Regions from separate parts of the Mus musculus genome. Here region 2 is linked to region 1. A link is a contact called in public Hi-C data. All regions are on one chromosome and are shown on one strand. The core of a region is the stretch at or near the end of the contact, and the rest is flanking DNA. Distances in the headings are between cores, read along the strand shown.

The links. Hi-C and Micro-C count contacts between places; a contact is called where the count stands out from the background.
Region 2: a Hi-C map of muscle stem cells shows a contact between it and region 1, with 4 times the contacts expected there. The contact joins two enhancer-like sites. A contact is called at or near these places in 3 of 15 datasets of contacts at CTCF or cohesin (embryonic stem cells, large pre-B cells and pro-B cells), 26 of 484 Hi-C or Micro-C datasets (the AtT-20 cell line, the C2C12 cell line, CD4 T cells and 15 more) and 1 of 115 datasets of contacts at active chromatin or transcription factors (embryonic basal ganglia).

What each region holds. Positions count from the first base shown.
Region 1 is chr10:22,597,170-22,599,869 of GRCm38.p6, reverse strand. All of the region lies in intron 1 of Gm40612 (a long non-coding RNA gene), which reads left to right. Among named protein-coding and RNA genes, the nearest start is that of Gm46216, 6.7 kb to the left of the region's middle. Within about 2 kb of position 1,364, at least 11 of the 459 cell types and tissues checked have an H3K27ac peak or open chromatin away from gene starts, as enhancers often do. A contact at or near this core is called in muscle stem cells, where this site is marked.
Region 2 is chr10:23,075,895-23,078,594 of GRCm38.p6, reverse strand. No RefSeq gene overlaps it. Among named protein-coding and RNA genes, the nearest start is that of Gm35179, 74 kb to the right of the region's middle. Within about 2 kb of position 1,329, at least 46 of the 459 cell types and tissues checked have an H3K27ac peak or open chromatin away from gene starts, as enhancers often do. A contact at or near this core is called in muscle stem cells, where this site is marked.

The DNA.
Region 1 (2,700 bases), core at 115-2,614:
AGAACCTGTCTCAAAAACTGGAAGGCAGGGCATCCAAATGGCTCAGTGAGTCAAGGCGCACGTGGGGTGGGATGGGGGTAGGGGTTGGGGGAGGCACTTGATCTGAGTTCAATCCCCATGTGATCGAAAAACTCTCCCAAGTTGTCCTCTGAGCTCTGAACTCTCCCAAGCTGCACTCTGACCACTGAACGTGCACACACAAAACAAATGAAATACATTTAAAAAAAAAAAAAAAGGTAAGAACAAAATGGATGACACCCAGGGCAACTGGGAAGACATGAACCTGTGTACACACACACACACACACACACACACACACACACACACACACACGAAAAGCATATTTCAGAGAACAATTGTTAATCTGAAAACAATAGGCTGCCATCCCAACAAGGGGTATGAGCTTGTGCCCCTCCTGAAAGAAACCTCACCTCTCCACCTAATTGTCTAAAACCCTTGATTGTCAGGTTGTGTCTGAGTGACAATGACATATGCGATCCATGTATGCTCTATTCTGGCAGTTCAGCCCTTCTCCTACAGCAGGTGAGTGGGCAGCGTGACGGTGAGAGTGGGCAGTGGTGAGAGTGGGGTGTGCACGGTGGGAGTGCGGTGTGCACAGTATCTTCTCTGGATTTGCTGTTGTTTAAATATCTTTGGTTTCGTGAAAAAAAAATTGATTTCTCTAGAGTTAGTCACCCCATTTACTCCTCCTGGTCCTTTTTATTTGTTCTCTAATTTGGGAAGACAGTTCTTGGTTACCTGGCAACAAGCTAGCTGGGCTCCTTGGCTCAGGCACCCTAAAGGAATCTGAATTTTCCCACCAAACCAACAGCGCTACTGGAGCCTGTACACCAACTTAACTTCTCACGGTGGCACATCCCCTTGAGTTATCCAGATGTGGACAGTTGGCACTTCCCAGGAGGTAACTGGTGCCTGAATTCAGATCCTCTAGTAGCCAAAGGCAAATGTCTGGTCAAGAGCATGATCAGCGCTTCCTGTATATGAACAGTGTGTAGCAGGAACTCAGGGTCACCCACTGTGTCACTTCTTCACACATCAAACACATCTTCCACAGGATGGGAGCCACTGGGGTCCCAGACATTTTCTGACCCCAGTTTCCTCTGTGTGTGTATGGGTTGGGGCTCTGGTGTTGGCCTGGTCTCTCTGGCATAGTCCTTTCTTCTTTCTTCATAGAGGGGAAGATTAAGTCAAGAGGCTGACTGTGTTTTCCAAAACAACTTTGAGGTCTGTGTCACCAGCGTAGCTTTTCCTGAGACAGGCTGGCTGCCTGGAGGCTGTGGTGTGCACAGGAGTTAAACACTCTGACTGTGGGCAGAGAACACAGGCCAGTTTTGTTAATTAAAAGCTCAGAGGTTTCAGAGCATAAGCCAAGTACAACAGTACGACAGGTAGGTCAGGTAGGTCATACTGGGTTCCTATAGAAACCAAATCCCTGTGGAGTCTCTTCTCCAGGGCTTAACACATCTCTGGCCACGTGGTAAGCACAGGGCTAGGAAATGTGAATGAGAAGATAGCCACTAGCATTGCAGGTTGACAAAAATGTGTTAAAAACAAAACAAAACAAAAACAAAAAACAAAAAACAAAAAACGCTTGCTTCCCCTGATTCTTCGAAGTGTAGGAAAAGCAAGCCCACCCTTCCTGCAGGCTTTCCCTGAGGACACTCAGGTTGTTGATGTCACTACCGCTCAGTCTTCTTTTTGTAGTGGAGAAAATGTCAGTGAAATTCTGCTGCCGTCTCTTCTCCTTGGCTGTGGTGGGAACAGAGGGAAACTCAAATGTCACGGACCGGGTCTAGCTGGCCCCCCTCAATCCGTGGGAATCAGGGGTTCTGACAGATGGGCATAGATAGAGTCGGCAGGAATTGACAGACAGACAGACACAGACATGAGAGAGTGTGCTGGATCTGAATGTAATGTGTCAAATCGAGCATCAAACTTTTTATACAGAAGAAAATAGGGAAGTTAGGTGACAATGAGGTTACTGGATTCTTACATAAAACAGAGGAATGCAAACATGGAAGGACTGGCAGGAACCAACTGGGATAAAATTCAATGTTAACAACTGGGATCAAAAACAGCTCCACCTAAGGTCCACTTAATCTTAGAAACCAGGGACAAGGGCTTTGTGCCCTTGGCATAGTTCCTACTCTTTTGTATAGTCGACCTTCCCCCTAGGCCATTGTAAATACTTGTGTATGGGTGTAACTCAGCTACCTATAGTTCTAAGTATCTACTCTGGTTCCTCCTTAGGTCACAAACTTTCTTCTTCCTAGATAATGGTAAATTTCTATGTAGGGCAGTGACTTAGCTATCCATGCCCAAGGTTGGATCAAGGACTGCCTAGAATCTAACTTAGCTATATGTCAAAATATCAATCCTTAGGAGCACTTGTAATAAAGCAATATTAAGGGAAAGCACACAGATCCATTTACCAACTAAAGCAAGGACAGTGGAGCATTCTTTATACAGGATTCCACGATTCCAGGAGACTAAGTTTCCATGAACTTTCGCCTCGGGACAGCGCCTAGGTTTTCAGGGCCTGTCGTGCTTGTCACTACTGGAGTGGATGTAGCACTCAAAGATGCTTGATCATATGTTGGACCAACAGGGAGAGGAAGATCGGAACTACCCCACTGACAAGGAACCCGACCTACACAAGTAATCAGTCACATGAGGGGA
Region 2 (2,700 bases), core at 80-2,579, 480 kb before region 1:
ACATGTGAATGCATCCGTCCTCATCACCAAACAGTGCGACTATGAAATGTAAGCAAACTAAAACTATTTAGAAATCAACGAACTATCTAATTTTACTTGAGGACATTATGAAACTTGAATGAGTGCATATTGGTGATTTTAATAAACACTGGAGCCATTATGAAAAGTAGTTTTTCCTAAGAGTCTAATTCTCTGACTCAGCATCTCCAAGGCAAACGCTCAGGGCCTGGAAGAACAAAGGCTAGCCAGTAACGGATGCACCACTTGGTCCTCCTATCGCTACACTCTGATACTCAGATACGTATGTTCATCTGTGCATGTACATGTTTATATGTGCCCTCCATGAACATAACAATGGAGAGGCAACAACCAAGCTTTAGATTGGCAATATTCTACAAAACTATATATATAACTACTGAAAAAAAAAAAAAAGACAAAGAACCAAGTGGATGATGTGCCCTGCACTTATAGAAGGATACGTGTAGGGAAAGCCTAGAAAGAGATGAGAGGGCAAAACTACCTTACTATTGTATGTAATGATTCCCGTTATTTTTCACTGAGTTTATATAATAATTAGAAATCCTTCTTAAGTGGGAAAATCAAATCTTTTTCCTAAAAAGCAGTATACAGTTTGGTGTGTCTTTCCCACACAATTTTGAAAACTCCCATATAGTTAACTCAAATATGCAGAGTTGGAGAAATTTCAGTTTTCAAAGAAAGACCTCTCAAGTTTCAAAATACATTAAATAATTTAAAATAAGGTTGTTGGGTTTTTTTGTATTTTTTTTTGTTTTTGTTTTTTGTGTTTTGTTTTGTTTTCGTCACAAACTAGGTTCCATAAACTTACTGCCTGACTTTTTAACTTGAAGTTAAATTCTTTGGGGAAGTGGTTTAGCATTAAATCTCTCTTGTTGCTTACCAACCATCTCTGTCCTTTCTTTTGGTTTCACTTTGTTGGCTGTTGTTGTTGTTGTTGTTGTTGTTATATCTCTAATTCATTTTATCATCATTTTATCAACATTCTAGGGTCTCAGGAATTTGAAAATGCTAGGAAAACAGATTCAGAACTGCATTAAAACTGGTAAAAACAGGTTTGTAAATAAAAGACATTTTGACCATTCTGAGAGTTTCCTTGAATCATCTTGGTTTCCCTTATTTATACTAAGATTAGTTTAATAATTCTTTTAACTTGGAAAAAAATCTTCTGTTTCTTCTCTCTGTGAACCAGAAAGATTGGCTTCCCTGAGGAATGTGAAGACACGGTTAGTTTATTGTGTTTAAAAGAGACTTAGGGAGGAGCCGATAAAGCCGCCTTACATCGCGAGAACAGTGTTGAAATCAACCCTGGCTACACAGAGACGCGGCCGGGACCTGGACACACAGGAAATGCCCTTTTACTAAGGTTCTCCAGCCGGACAGAGCATCTGCCTTTAGTAGAAAGGGGGTGGGCAAGGTGGACTTCACCGTGGCCATGACCTTCTGAATTTGAGAAAGGAAAATGGATTTCAGTGGAAAGGCAATCCAAGTTCTGCTTTCTGTCTTTTCTACCTCCTGTTTTGTTTTGCGTTCGTTCCCCCGTCTCCCCTTAATAACAGCAATGGAGAAGGCCCTTTCGTAACAGGCAATAAACCTCGGTCCAGGTTACCAAGGAAATGAAGGCTGCAATGCACGGATGTATTTGGCAGCAGAGCCTTGGGAAGAGCCCACGGGGCTCTGGAGATGGAAGCAGGCTGAGACTGGCTGGGGACGAACCAGGACTTTCTCCTTCCCAGTCTCAGTCCACCCACGTGAGAGGAAACACCTACCTTCGTCTCTTTTCTCAGTATCCCAGCCCACGGTTTACAATTTTGACACATCCAAATATACAAAGTTAGGTTATAGATTTATCAGTAAAAGGCATAGCTTTCAAATCCAAGTATTATTCTCTTGTTTAGTTCCTTGAGTTTGCTCTATTATCTGTAACTTAATCTAAATTCACACTTATTGTCCTTGAAAGTGACTTTTTCTCTAATGCCTTATTCTCTTTTCGTAGAACAGAATAGAATAGAAGGCACATTATCTGGAAGAATGTTCGTGAATAAAGATGCTATATGAAGGGGGTTTCCAGCATCTGAAACTGGTATTTATATTTCATTGTTTTACAATATGCTGACATGAAAATTGTTTTCTTTTCTTCCTGTAATATATTATGTAGTATTTCTGGCATACAAATATGGGTGGATACCATCCATCTTAAGAAATTAAAATTTTGCTGTTTGAATTAAAGACTCTGTTATATACCTGTACTTGCTCAAATCCTTTCCCCCAGTGATTATCACTCTCTCCCCCGGGGTTCATCCTTATCAACCCTTTGATGCACTTTCACTGATCAGAATATTTGCACCTGTGTGGTTCATCCAGTAAGCAGAAAAAATGAATGGGCCTGATGATCTTAGCCCATATGAAGGCAGAAGCAGAGGTAAAGGCTGGATCATGGGGCAACTTTAAGCTTCATGGCCCCTTAGTGAGTCCCTGGTTTGTTTTTTTAATTTAAGTAAGAAGGCTGGCCATGTACCATGTAGAGCTTAGCTCCTGAGAGGCCTTGAGTTTAGTCCTCAGAATCAGTGGGAATTGGTGACGTTGGTAAAGAAAAATCAATACAATAAAAAGTTCCTTCAAAAGATTAATAAAATTGGCAAACCTTCCCAATGCCAGCAAAGA